Regions from separate parts of the Nothobranchius furzeri genome. Here region 2 is linked to region 1. Evidence: chromatin contacts called from public Micro-C data. All regions are on one chromosome and are shown on one strand. The core of a region is the stretch at or near the end of the contact, and the rest is flanking DNA. Distances in the headings are between cores, read along the strand shown.

The links. A called contact is a pair of places that touch in the nucleus more often than the background predicts.
Region 2: a contact with region 1 is called in a Micro-C map of tail fin, with 9 times the contacts expected there. The contact joins the promoter of plcl5 here to the enhancer-like site in region 1. A contact is called at or near these places in 2 of 2 Hi-C or Micro-C datasets (skeletal muscle and tail fin).

The regions. Positions count from the first base shown.
Region 1 is chr5:6,601,101-6,604,765 of NfurGRZ-RIMD1, forward strand. All of the region lies in intron 5 of plcl5 (phospholipase C like 5), which reads right to left. Among protein-coding and RNA genes, the nearest start is that of hcrt, 30 kb to the left of the region's middle. Within about 2 kb of position 2,076, at least 1 of the 3 cell types and tissues checked has an H3K27ac peak or open chromatin away from gene starts, as enhancers often do. A contact at or near this core is called in tail fin, where this site is marked.
Region 2 is chr5:6,704,092-6,707,756 of NfurGRZ-RIMD1, forward strand. plcl5 (phospholipase C like 5) reads right to left here and starts at 1,811. Exons shown (of 6, transcript XM_015948648.3): 1 at 1,326-1,811. The coding sequence starts at 1,628.

The DNA of each region.
Region 1 (3,665 bases), core at 826-3,325:
TGTGACTTTACAGGACATAGAACAGGGCATAGGGATATGTACACAACATGTACAGACATGATATCTGTCAGTGCGCCCCAGGGCAGCTGTGGCTACATCGTAGCTCATCACCACCAGTGTGTGTGAATGAATGATACATTGTAGTGTAAAGCGCTTTGGAGTACTTACTCTGAAAGGCATTATACAAGTGCGGGTCATTTAATGACAATTACATGAACGCATTACCTTCTCTTCTCTTTCAAGACCTCTGCGAAAGGCACAAGGTTCCCCAAAAGTCTTCTCATCGTGGCGCAAATACGCTCTCCCCTGCCTGCTGACCATGGGCATGGCTGTGGCTGGGCCCTGGCCCAAATGGCTTTCTTAAAGAAATCGTTTGTAAATTTGTTTTATATTTGAGGGGTGTCATTTCAAATTGTCATCAAATGAATGAAAAAGAAAATTTAAAATAACTAATTCTGACGCATATAGACATAAATATTGAAGCAAAACTGGTATTGAACTGGTATTGACAAATAAACTTATCTTCAATGACATTTCTTTGGCCCACCTAAAGCAGTCTGTGGCTTTGCTGCTGCTGCCATTCCTGAGATCATGCTGTAGCCAGATCCCACAGCTGGATACGTTTTAGGAGCTGACCCCGGTAGTGTCCTAAACCCTTTAGGCCCTAGGCCTTTTTTCTTTGGGCCCTGGCGCCTCCCAATCAGGGGCCTTTGGAGTTTCGTGTCCCAAGTGTCAGTGATTGTTTGCATTCCCCGAGCACGGCTACAGCTACAATCAAAACAGTTTAGACTGTAAACAAAGCAATTTCTGGTTTTTGATACATTAAGATAAAACAATACTTGAACTTTATTTTAGAAGAGCAGCCGTGTGTGAAAATGCTGACAGGATGGAGGTTGTGAGTTCAAATTCCATTTAGGAAATGTAGTCAATTGTTTTATTTATTCCAGGGGTCCTCAACAAAATTTGTTCAAGGCTTTTTTTTCCCAGCAGACACCAGTGACGGTCAGATGCTCTTCTAAAATAAAGTTCACACATCATTGTATCTTAAGTTATTACAATCTAAAATGGCCTGGTTTCCCATCTGGGCTGTTTGATTGTGGCTTTAGTTGTGTTTGGAGAATGTGGACAGTTGTAGATGTTTGGGACATAAAACTGTAGAGGCCCCCAATTGGGGGGCGTTAGGGTTAAACAGAGAAAACGGGATCATGTTTTTGACAAAGATGAGCGTTGAAACTAAATGCAATTCATCTGATTCTTCCTCAGAACAATCTGGGATAAAAAATAACCTGTCATCGCCCAAAATAAGGCGGCACACGTCGTGACAGCTAATGTATGTGATTATCAAAGCATGGCCACGAATGTTATTTATGTAATTGCTTTTGAAATTACTGGTTTTGTTATGGTCCATTCATGGTTTACACTCCTGAAAGCAAAAAAAAAAAAAATTGTATTAATTGTTTTGTAAGCAATGTTACTAAACACGGACCCATTTAAATAATATTATTTAAATGTAATAACTAATCCCATACAGCAGGAGGCAGTATTAAGTCAACATGGTGGTTTTGGAAGCCTGCCAGTCCTGTACACAGCTCCTCTGCTGGTGAGCTGTGCTGTCATATGGTGATAATGTTACACTATGCTCTGCTCTTTATTTGAGTACTCCAGACGTGAATCCCAGTCATATGTGGAGGAAGTGGTCGGAGCAGACATCCTGTGTTAGCACTGCCTGCCGTCTGCCACATGAAAGTGTTCTGTATTAAAGAGGTGCAGCGTAAAGGGGAGTGGAAAACAATTTACTTTCATATTTTTTATTTACAATATTTAAATGATTTATTCTATTTGTTTGGACTCCATGTTTACTAGAAAGGGGAGGGCGTTATGGTTCTGCCTCAGCAGCCTGCTGGACTAGCGTCCCTGTGAAACCGCACAGGCTCACTTGTTGTGCATCCCATCCAAGGGTAAATGATGAAAGGGATGATGTTCTTGGCACACAGCAGTCTGACATATTCCAGGAAGAATAAAGGTGTTAACCTGCACCTATTGACTCATGCCCTACTCCCAGGTAACTGTAATGCGCTGGAAGTGGCCTTTTAGCCAAGGTGATCCAGCACACACAAGCGGCTGCATGAATAAGTCATATGTTTGAGAGAGAAAAAGCTGAAATTACGTAAGTCATGACTCACCAGGCATAAAAATAAGAAAGCGAAAAGCTGGTCCTGTGCTGCAAAAACCAAACTGCATTCACTCCTACAGGCCAAGCCCTCTCCAGAGGGGGTTAAACCAAGGCAAAGGAGGTTTTCTAACCCGGCACAATGCCTTCCGTGGATTCTATCTCATTGTTTGTTGTGTTTATTCAGGAATAAACCAAATCTGTGGTGAATAATCTTAAGTTTATAGTGCAGATAACAGTTTTAACACGTCTCATCTCCACCTAAAACACCATTAACAGTGACTTTGATCTGATATCCTCTAAATGAAAACAGAAAATGTCAAGAAAATATCTGATTAAATTAAAGGAGGTCAGAATTGTTATAGAACCCATTAACAATCTGAACTATTTTAGCAGAAAGATGATTAAATATTAATGCCTCGGAAAATTTTAATCACAGTGCAAAAACAATTCTGAGTGATTTGGGCAAGATGCGTCATTTCTTTGAGGTTTTAAAAGGTTCTGCCACAAATCTTCCTTTTATGTCTGCTTTCCTTCAGGCAGAGAGGTCTGGTGTGCAGGAAGCATCATTCACAGCGACAGATCTGATCTTCCTCTCACTGTCAAAGCACCGTGGAAGTGGAATTTTGGGATATGGAGACAGAAAAGGAGGGCAGTTCTCCGCCTTATCTTCCCTCTCAGCTCACCATGTTTGACCATCCCTGCCTCTGTCTGCTAGCGCGCCCCAGCCTGCTGAGAATCTGGAGAGGTTGACAGGTGAAATAACTGGGCATAAGCTCCAGGCCTGGCAAAGAGGCACAGAGCTCTCACCAAATTTTCAGCATGATGCAGAGATCACAGATGAAGGAGGAGGAGGTGGAGTTATGTGAATGCCAAGATGCCTTTCTGGTGAGAGCATGGCTTATTGAATGAATGAGGATCAGGAAACGGCGAAAGAAGGAAGTTTGTGCTTTGGAAGACAAAACAGGGATGAGAGGAGTTGGATGAGTTAGGGAGTGATGTGTGTGGGAGGAAACGAGCTGATCTGGGTGTCCATCATGTAAAGAGTCAAATGGTTGCTGCATTACTAACAGAGGTTTAGTACAGCTGCTTTGGATATTTTTCAGATTTTAGACACTGAATAAACATGCACGACTATTATCTTAAAAGGGAATGATGTAGTTCTTTATCCAAACACATCAGATTCACCTTCATCATTTACGTCAAGGACACGCTCACAAAGGCATACAGCTGTGTAACAGCGGGGGAGGCTGCTGGTGCTGGAAGTGATGTAACAGGACTTTACTGAGCTTTTTAAAAAGTCCAGCTGGGTCTTGTTCCTGCCTGAGTTGTTTCTATTACCATTATAGTGTCCTGTCAACTTCAGGTAGACTGTTGGTGATGACTGTCGGTATATTGGTAGCATGGGCCCTAAATTTGGCGTCCGACTGCAGGAGTCTTCAGATGATTTATAGCAATCAAAATAAAATAAAACAAAATTAAATAAATATGACTT
Region 2 (3,665 bases), core at 561-3,060, 100 kb after region 1:
AATAATAATAATGTCTCCTACAGCTGACCCACCGTCCAGCTGGCTAACATTTTTTTGTGTTTTAGACTGAACCCTCTTGTTCAGATCCAGGAGATGATCTACTGACGAGTCTGACCACTTGGTCTTTGGACAACTCTAATCCCACAGATTTAAACCAGTTCATACATTTGTTGTTAATACAGTTTTACAGCGGGGTGAATTTACATTTTAAAGTTATTTATGCATGTCATTATGTAGGTATTTGCATCTGAAACTAGCTGCACGCCTTTTGCAGCTAGTTGTAATAAAAATGTGCTCACACAAAGGAGATTAGAACAGTTTAAGAGATATCGCCACTAATCTGGTGACTGGTTTGCTCAGTTAGATCAGGGTGCATCCAAACTGAGGCCATTCTAACACCTACAACAGGTAAAATGTTAATATTTCATAATCTTTGCACAGATTCCATACTTCAAATCTGTAAGTGAAGCCAGCATCATTCTGGATGCTCACATACTGACTTCAGATTGAATGGCTGAAGATTTGTTTTCAATCTGGAAAGCAGAATAAAACATTAGACAAGGAGCTACAGGTTTCTGACCTCAAGATGGTTTATTTTCCAAAAGGGTCAGGCTTTTTTATTTTTGCTTCACTGGTTTGACCCTCTAATGGTGTATCTGATGCTGAGTTGGGACATAACGCAAGTTGGGACATGTTGGGAAAAGGAACCTCTGTGTAGCCTGTGCTGGTTTGTGGAAGACCAGTTAATTAACCTCCAGTAATGATGAAAGCACTAATTAGGGCCGAGCTGTCATTGAAAATATGATCATCACAGCATCATTACAGACAGAGCTAAAAACAGAACGGCCTGTTCCAGACTCACAAAAGTTCCAAGACGGGAAAGAATGTTCAGCATCTTTTTATGAATCTTTTTAAAATCCATTATTGTAACCAAACAGCTCCTTTATTGAGCTTACTTCATGGTTATGCTTGAGCTAACCCCCTGCAGACTCAGCTTTATTGGCTAAGATGCAACATCCTCTGGTGCTCTTCTTTATCACTACAGTAGATCCTTCAAATTCACAGAGCAGGATCCCCTATGACTAAAGTGTGGACAGTTATTTGTCACTAATTGAGATGTTCGTCAGTATTTGGGCTTTCCTCTGTGTAACGCTGAGCTAAACTTCCTGAGAGAGTTGCTGAACTCGGATTTGATGTCCCTTTGTCCTCCGGGGACCCTGACGTTCATGTAGAAAGGTGAAACGTTGCTCGTTTATTAGATTACCCTTGTCTCACCTTGAAAACCACTGACAACAAGAGAAGAGGGAAGCCTTTCAATCACCAACCTTCATGATGCCGCAAGGTGCGTTTCCAGATCCCTGAATCCTCTCCGCGGAATTATCACGACTGCCGCTCCCGATCCGTGGACTGCCGTGCTCCCGGTACCGTCCGTTGGTGAACACCTCCTCAGCCCCGAAGCACTGAGCAGCGCTCGACACCTCCAAGTAGGTCCGGGTAGCGGTGGGAGGCACCGCGGCCCCATCTCCGGTGATCCCCGTTAGGTTGGTCGCGCCCTGGGCTGTTGGTGCGCTGATGGCAGGGTCCAAGAAATGTCCCGAGACGGTCTCTGAAGCGTGAACCCCCGACATGATCCGCCAGAGTTAGAGCAATGTGCTGTCCCCGTCAGAAGAAAAACAGCCCATTATATGTATTTATTACCGTTATTATGATCTTAAATCACGCTTCGATCAGCTGATGTCCGGAGCGGCTGGTGCGCTCAGCGGCGTCTGGAGCCGGTCTGGTCGGACTCAACAGTTCAGACAACAAGCTCCTCCGGGGGGCATGCGCTCCAAAACACTGGAAAACAGATTTCTGCTGCAGGATTCCCGCTGTCGTCCTTGTTTCTGTCGTTCGTCAGCTCGCACTTTCGTCCCACTCTCCTCCAAAATAGGATTCTCTCAGCAAGTCCGCTCCCGTCGGCTCCGCCGCGTGCGTCGTCTCGCGCCCTCCAACACTTTTGCAGCGCTTGCAGAAATCAGAGAGCTTCCCCTTCTCAGGAGCATCCACGGGACAAATTCAAGACTGCGAAAGCGCAATCGCAACAAGCGCACGCCGGACGGACGCGTGCTCATGGAGGCGCGTGCAAGAATGCCACAATAAAAAAAATAAAAAAAAGCCAGCTGCTGCGCGCGCATTTACGCTTTGGTACTGGCATGCGCACGCAACCCAATCGAATAATGCAGCTGTTTCAATAATTGATCACTCTATCTGAAGCATTTGCAAAACATAAAGTTCTTTTTGTAATAAAGTCTGACGCTTTGACGCAAACTCTGCGTGTTTTCCACAAGAGGGCGCTCGTAAATTCCCAACGTTGGCAAAATTGTTTATTTAAAAACGCGTTTTTAAGTGTGTATCATGACTAACACTGGGTGGATTTCATACAAACGAGTATTTTACTTTGATCCCAATTTTCTATTTCTGTTACCAATTTCTAATACTACTACTAATAATAATAATAATATTAATAATGACGATGATAATAATAATAATAATAATAATAATAATAATAATAATAATAATAATGGGATAAATGTGTGTTTGTGTGTTCAGTTTATTCTTCGTCTTCTTCTTATTATTATTATTATTATTATTATTATTATTATTATTTGCATCAAAAATGTATCATAAAGTGCAATGTCATGGTTTGGTGGTAAAAAAAAAAGCTCATTAAGTAAATTGGGGGGGGGGGGGGGGGGGAGAGAATAAAAAAAAATTTAACAGCTGAACTACAGACCTCAGAGCCAGATAGGACTTAGAATAAAGAAAACCAGCACAAAAATGACAGATTTCATGACTTAAAATTTTTACATGTGGGAGAAGACTTGTGTTTGTTTTCTGAACATTTCAGTAACCTTTTTAGGATTATAAATAGAGCCAACACTGGTCTCTTCTTTTTCAACTTTCAGCAGCTGATTGTACATTTCTAGTAATCCACCAAGTTTTAACAGCACATTTAACACATTAGTGGACCAAACTCCTGAGCAAACTTAAAAAAGAAACAGTAAAAACCCTAAAGATATCAGTTGCAATAAAATGCCAGATAAAAAATAATATAAAAGAATAAAAAGTGAAGCTTTACGACTAAACCAAGAAACCCTGTTTATCGCTAACTAAAAGCTGGTGAAAACAATGATTTGAAAAGATTGATAGTTTGATCGTCCGCCTCCGCTCTGAGCTGGGATCTGGACTGAGAATGTCCAAGGCTGGCTGATCTGAGACCTGGCAGGAGTGTGATGAAGGAGGAGCTCAGTCTGGTGGTGCCAAGCCCTGGTCACCTTTAAAACCAAGAAATACAGGTTTAAGGAGCCTAATGATGTCCTGTTAGCTGCTGTGTCTGATACCCTGCAGTCACCTAATGAGAAGTTAATAATATGATTAATTCATTTATAAACGTCAATCTAATGTCTAATATAAAAACCACTGTTACAGAGCATCAGTTTATTTATTTATAAATGATCCAAGTAAACAGGAAACAAATCATACAAAATGAATGAGTGCATTTCTGCAGCTTTCATGAAAGCTCTAACGAAAAGCAGCATCCCTGATCAAAGATGCTCATCTAATGAGTTAGAGACTTGCACGGGTGTCTGTTTCCAGGTCCGTCCGGGAGCCTGGTGCCCTGCAGC